Regions from separate parts of the Mus musculus genome. Here region 1 is linked to region 2. Evidence: chromatin contacts called from public HiChIP or PLAC-seq data. All regions are on one chromosome and are shown on one strand. Each heading gives the region's core, a stretch centred on a gene start, on an enhancer-like site or on the middle of the called end of the contact. The rest is flanking DNA. Distances are from core to core; before and after follow the strand shown. Region 1 overlaps Nhsl1 (NHS-like 1). Region 2 holds the start of Ccdc28a (coiled-coil domain containing 28A).

Region 1 (2,971 bases), core at 402-2,901, 210 kb after region 2:
TTTTCAAGGCTATGAAAACATACGTGGTTGGTTTGTTGTTGTTGTTGTTGTTTTTTTCTTGCTTGTAATAAATTAGACAACTAATCCTCACTTTTGAAATGAGCTTATTATAGAGCGATATAGTTGTGTGTGTGTGTGTATGTATGTGTGTGTGTGTGGCTAAGATTGAACCCAGGACCTAGTATGTGCCAAGCGTGTGCCCTACCGCTTAGCTTCAGCCCCTCTCTGAATTGCTCCTGCACAGCAGTTCATCATTTAGGCAGGGTATGCATCTTCCCACCTCCCAAAGCCACCTCTATCTTAGCAGAATTATTTCTCCTCCAGAGAAGTCCGGGTTTTAGAGTAAAGCACACCTGCTGCGCATTTCGATTGGATGGCCACATGGGCAGGCATTTGTCATTCTAGTTCCTTTCCTATTTAGCACTCAGTGTGCTTGATAACACAGATCTGCTTTGAGTCCCCCCACCCCCCAAGACCATTTCATCTTTTACCTCTGAATAAAAACCTGCATATCCTTTCTTCTAGTTTGCCACCCTCCTTTATTTCTCTGTTACTAGAATGACTCTCTGAGAATCAGGGATATATTTAAAAAGTAATGTAAGATATCAAGTCTTGGTATTTAGGGCTTATCATGTAATCATCTGGAATTATGTTTACTTATACAGCCTTATAATTATGTCAAAATAGCTTGTTTTCTCTGCATAATTATCACATCCAAGTCTCATGTGTATAATTCACTAGTTTCTACTAGATTTGAAAATATCCACTGGAGCACAGCCTGTGTAGGAGAGGTACAGACTGGGGGCGCGGGGGGGGGGGGTAGGAGTGGGATTTCTAATCACTAATAACTTTGGCTCTGTCAGTAGAGGTACATGCAGTGGACAAATCTAGCTCTTTGTATCTCTTAAATGGGTGGTTCCTAGCCCCCCCCGCCCCCCAGAGCCTTAGGAACTTTCAGTGGGACAATGCAGCAGGCATGTCTGGAGCCTGGTTACACCCAGTCCTTGTTAACCACAAGTTTTCTTGCTGTTCTATGTGTGTTAAATGCTATATGGCCCCTGAACATCTGACCGTATTTGTCATACTGCAGTGCCAAAGAGACTCTTTTCACCACTCTGTTTCCTAAGTGGATTGGCATGAGCCAGAGTATGCACCCCTTTCTCTTGACTGTTCATATGTAAATGCGCCCACAAATGGCAGGACAAGGTAATCCTGCCCCTTTGACTTGCCAGTTATCTTCAGCTATGGCTTCAGCCCCTATTCACAGATGTAAATGAGGCTGCTGCCAGCCTCTTTTGTCGTTTTTTAGATTTTAAATAAAAAGAACCTTTCCCCTTTCCCTTTTGCCTTCCTTGGGTTAGATACTCAGAACCCAGTTCAGAGCCTACCCAGTTCCGAGCATACTCAAACTACCAGTGATGTGTCTTCTGAGCTCTGGTGTCTGCTGCTGGTTTCTTCCTTCTGTGTCTACATGAAGTTTCCAAACTACAGAACTACAAAAGATGCCCTTATTGGTGCAGAATCCAGCGTGCAGCCCCCCCCCCCCCCCCCCCCCCGCGCCCCAGTCTTAACTGTCTGTGTCAACAGGTTAAGGAGGGGCGGCTGAAGAGCCACCCCAGGGCTTCCCATGTTGCTTATACAGCTGGCTCGACTTGCTTTCTTGTTTAAACACTACAAAGCAAAGACAAAGAAGCTAATGTTAGACACATGACAGGGTGTAGTCCCTTTAAAGCCTATCTTCAAGTATCAAGCAGCAGGAGAGATGCCAGTGGAATTTTAAAAGCTCACAAGAATAACAGAGATGTATCCGTGGCCCCAGGTTGGGGTTTTGCTTGACATACAACCATGTGTCAGTTTATTTTAAAATTCGTTATTATACAGAGTCAAAAATAGAGAAAAAGGACATACTTAAGTACAAAAGCACTTAGAAATGGTGATAGAAAGTTTCATTTTAAAACTAATGGCAGGTGGTTCAAAGTGCAGTTTCAAACAATAACTGAGGGCTGAAAACATAAGGTTTCATCTTGGGGGAAAAATATAAAGGAACCCAGCTATTGGGGGGGGGGGTTACAGTAAAAATAGAGGGGAAAGGTCAAACTACTTCTTGGTAGAAGAGAATAGAGGGGATGACCCTAGTGAAAGAGAAGATTGAGAGTAGATGTGGAAAAGTACGTCTTAATACAATAACTTTAGACATCTTAATTTTCATGATTATAATCATAGCCAAATATTTTCAAATCCTTCCCCCTAAAAGTTTCTTTATCCTGAGCCAATGTTACAGCTTCCCTGTGTGTCCTGCTGTGTCTGGCCAGGTCATCTGCCTTTTTTTTTTTTTTTTTTTTGGTACTGTTGGTTTTATATTTTGCAGCAAAGTACATACCCTGTTCTTGCATTTTAGCTTTGGGTGAATAATTATATAGTGAACTTGTTGAAGTGAGTCCCTTCTATCTCTCAGAGGCCAGAAATAGCCTCTTATCTGTACCACACACTATAGTGCCTTAAATAGAACTTGGAGTTTACTAGTACAACCTTGTCATCACCGAGGTGACTGTGGAGGTGAAAAGCCCAAGGCCCCGAGGCCTGGGAGCTCTGTCTGGGTCTCACTGAGCAGTGTGAGGACTGGAAATTCCTATGCTCACCCAAAGTCCCACTACTTTATATAAACTCCTTTGGAGAACCTTTCTTCCACGAGGAATTACACGAGGCTTTGAAAACATTCAGATGATCATTAAGCCTTTTTAACTCTATTTCTGATACCGTGAATGGACTTCTGATACTTTTTATAAGCCATTTAATTACAAGATCATGTGTATGTGTCCTTGTGAGTGTGCCTCACTGTGCAGTTGTCCATGGAGGACAGAAGAGAGTGCTAGGTTTCTGGAGCTGGAGTTACAGGTGCGTGTGAGCTGCCCAGTGTCGCTGCTAGGGACTGAACTTGTGTTTTCTGCAAGAGCTATAAGCACTTTTAACT
Region 2 (3,448 bases), core at 558-3,057:
AAGCAGCAATGAATTAGCCAAAGCCCTTAACCTCAAGAGGCCACCATTATATAAGTGACCAGTATAAACAAATCGCCCATGTAACTCCTCAGCCTCACTGGGCCTTTATCTGGCCTTTAGATCTCCCTTCTAAACCATACTCAAATACATGTATAATCAGGGCACCAGCGGACTAAGCTGCACCTTGAAGGCTTACATAATATACATTTTATTTACATGCTATTAACCACCACTCCTAGATATCTCTCTCTCTCTCCCCCCAAGGTGTCACTATGTAGCTTTGGCTGACCTGAAATTTGCTCTGTAGACTCAGCTGGCCCGAACTCATTAAAGGCATAGCTCTATCCCTCCTGGGATTAAAGGCATCAAAAGTGTGCACAGCTTCACCTTTTCTTTTTGAAAAACAATTCTGCTCTATGTCCTTGGCTGGCTGAGAAATTACTACGTAAGCCACGCTGGTTTCCAACCTGTGATGATCCTTCTCCCTCGGCTCTTGAGTGAGTCCTGGAAGGATGGGCATGTGCCACAAGTCTAGCTCTTTCGATTTGAATTTTCTTAATTCTATTATTAATTTATCACAAAAAAGTGTCAGAAAATGCATACCTGTTCCCCCCTTCAAATCGTTAACTGCACTATGAATTTAAAAAGATTTACTTTATGTATGTGAGTATAGTGTTACTCTCTTTAAACACACCAGAAGAGGGCATCAGATCCCATTACAGATGATTGTGAGCCATCATGTGGTTTCTGGGAATTGAACTCAGGATCTCTGGTCGTTTAAAAAATACTGTGGGGCTTAAGAGATGGCTCTGCAGTTAAGAGCACTGACTACTCTTTTCGGAGGTCTCTTTTGATTTCCAGGCCCAACAATGCTGCTTATGACAGTAACTTCTGTCCCAAGGTATCCAGTGCCCTCTTCTGGCCTCCAGGGGCACAGTGTGCACCTGTACACAGTCATCTAATAAAATTTAAAATCTAAAAGTGTTGAATTTAGTCCTGCCATGACTATTTTAAAAGACTGAAACTGACTTCTGTCACTCCTAAAAGAATTAGTCGGGAATTATACAGGTAATTTATTTTTGTTTTGCTAGCTGATGTGGGTTTTTCTTGGAAAAGGGTACAGCATTCAGTCTCTTGTCTCAGATACCAAGAGCGAATCCACTTGAGTCATTCGGGAATTGTTTAGCTGTAATACAGATTAAATAAAACTTTGAAGATGACGGAGCAGGTTTCCAAGAGATGAGGATCTGTATAATTGGTGATACATATAAACACGCTAACCTTCAAATCTATGGATGCTAATACACATTTGGTAACAAAAGAGGAGGAAAAAGCAAAAACCAGTTAATACATAAAGCATCGCCAATAAACCAATGGTCCCCGAGGGACCAAGCTTGCGATGTCCTCTTTTCTGAAAGATAACATCTGTCACAAGACCCTGAAATCCTTCTTGTATGACAAACACGAGGGACCTTTCCAGAGGGGACGAACTGCTCACGGTTGAATGTCAGGCCTCGCTGCCAACCAGAATCACCAGAGGTGCCTCTGGACTTTGCCTCATTCATTTCCCTTCCGCAACCCAGCCCTGCGATGACCCATCTACACTCAGCGGTGACCAGAGCAGGTGCTGAGGGGCTCGAATGAACAGGTTGCGGGGTCCCCTTACCCCATTACATACCGGAGGGAGAAAAGGCTGTGGTTACCCTTCCTCGGCTAGGAAAAGTAAGAGAGCGTTCAAAGCCTCCGCCAGGGCTGCATCAAGAGCCCAGCTCGTCTGCCTGGGTCACAAACCCAGGCAAGCGCCCTTTGTTTACGGAAGTGACGTAATCTGGGCGGGGCCCTCCGAGAGGCGAAAAGCCCCGCCTCTCCCAGGTCCCTTAGCGATGCTCGCGTCTCTGCTTTGGGCTCCGTCTTCCCATAGCCGCCTTCAGGTATGGCTCCAGCGGCTGCGGGAAAGAGGAGTTGTTGTTGGCCACTCCACTTCTGCCTGTCTCATGGCCTCATGGAAACTGGCTGTATATTGTCCTCACCGGAAGCGGCCAGCCACCTCGGTGAAGGACCGCCCCATGCACTGCAATTCCCAGCATGCCTTTCGAACAAATCGAAGGCGGAGCCTATTGTCCCCTTGCGGCGGATCCACACCTCGGATTGGCTGCTTTTAGTTTGGCTTGAGAAGCGGTATTGGGTTCAGCATCCCTGATGCTGTGCCGCCAAGTGTGATTCTGTAAATAGCCAGTATCCAAGCATTGCAGTTGGGTGTGGTGGGGGTGGGGTGAGTGCGTTTAGGTTTTCTGTGTACCTGTCTGTCTGTCTATCAGTCTTTCTTCGTTTTCTTTGCCTTTTTTTGACCAAGTCTCGTATAGCCGACACTGCTCAGGAACCGGTTATGTTGTTGAGATCTTCCTGCCTGCGCTTCTCATACGGGTATGTGTCACTCGTCCCACTTTACCTCACTACAGTCCTTTAAGGTAATGTCAAAATCCCCGTTTTAGAAGTGATTCTGAGGTCGGGCGTGGTGGCGCACGCCTTTAATCCCAGCACTTGGGAGGCAGAGGCAGGCGGGTTTCTGAGTTCGAGGCCAGCCTGGTCTACAAAGTGAGTTCCAGGACAGCCAGGGCTATAAAGAGAAACCCTGTCTCGAAAAAACCGAAAAGAAAAAAAAAAAAAAAGAAAGAAAGAAAACAAATGAAATGATTCTGAGATTCAGAAAGGCTAATCAGACTTGCTGCCTGACTCCCCACTTCATCCCCGGGATTAGGAATTGAGGGCTAAGAGAGAAGGCTCAACCCTAAACTAAAGAAAACTTACCTTTCCCTCCTTGATGTGGATGCCTTCTCAGAGGGAAGATGGGACTTTTTAGATTCCGACTTTCTTAGATTGAGGTGACCCTGTCCTTCAATCTCCCCATTACCTAGGGAGGAAATTGTGTCTAGAGATTATATTGAGACAGAGCAAAAATGGAGTTACTAAGTACTTAAACTCATACTATGAGATGTTCTTCCATTAGGAAAAACAAAACCAAAAACTTGGAATTCTTAAAAAAAACAAACCAAAAAACAAAACAAAATAACAAAAACAAAAAACCCCCACAGATACAGCATTCATGGTTCCAGTTTCCAAAGTGAACACGTGTTAGGTTTCATAATTTGGTATTTTTAGGGTAAAGAACTTGAACTTAAGAAAAGGCGGAATTCTCCTGTTTGGCATCTCTGAATGGTTGTATTTTGTGAATTGATCTACAACTTGGTTTTTAAGGAATGTCATGGCCTAGGTTCTACTTTTATAAAATTATGCCATGAAAGAATGAAAGAGGGAAAGCAGTTTGGGAGCAGGCCACAGTGTGGTGCTATATTGACTTGCTTCGGAGCTGAGACCTACATGGGAAAGTTATCCCAAAAGCGATGCTATTGTTTGGCTATCTTTGTAAAACTTGGTGCCTTCTCTGCTC

What was found. HiChIP or PLAC-seq counts read pairs in DNA pulled down with a chosen protein or histone mark.
Region 1: a contact with region 2 is called in an H3K4me3 HiChIP or PLAC-seq map of embryonic stem cells, with 17 read pairs. The contact joins the enhancer-like site here to the promoter of Ccdc28a in region 2. A contact is called at or near these places in 3 of 39 promoter capture datasets (embryonic stem cells, liver and neural stem cells), 7 of 484 Hi-C or Micro-C datasets (the C2C12 cell line, the N1E-115 cell line, cortical neurons and 2 more), 5 of 115 datasets of contacts at active chromatin or transcription factors (a colorectal cancer cell line, embryonic stem cells and stem cell-derived neural progenitor cells) and 1 of 9 other capture datasets (adipose tissue).

The regions. Positions count from the first base shown.
Region 1 is chr10:18,444,985-18,447,955 of GRCm38.p6, forward strand. All of the region lies in intron 1 of Nhsl1 (NHS-like 1), which reads left to right. Among named protein-coding and RNA genes, the nearest start is that of Nhsl1, 39 kb to the left of the region's middle. Within about 2 kb of position 1,652, at least 55 of the 459 cell types and tissues checked have an H3K27ac peak or open chromatin away from gene starts, as enhancers often do. A contact at or near this core is called in embryonic stem cells, neural stem cells and stem cell-derived neural progenitor cells, where this site is marked.
Region 2 is chr10:18,233,174-18,236,621 of GRCm38.p6, forward strand. Ccdc28a (coiled-coil domain containing 28A) reads right to left here and starts at 1,808. Exons shown (of 6, transcript NM_144820.4): 1 at 1,679-1,808.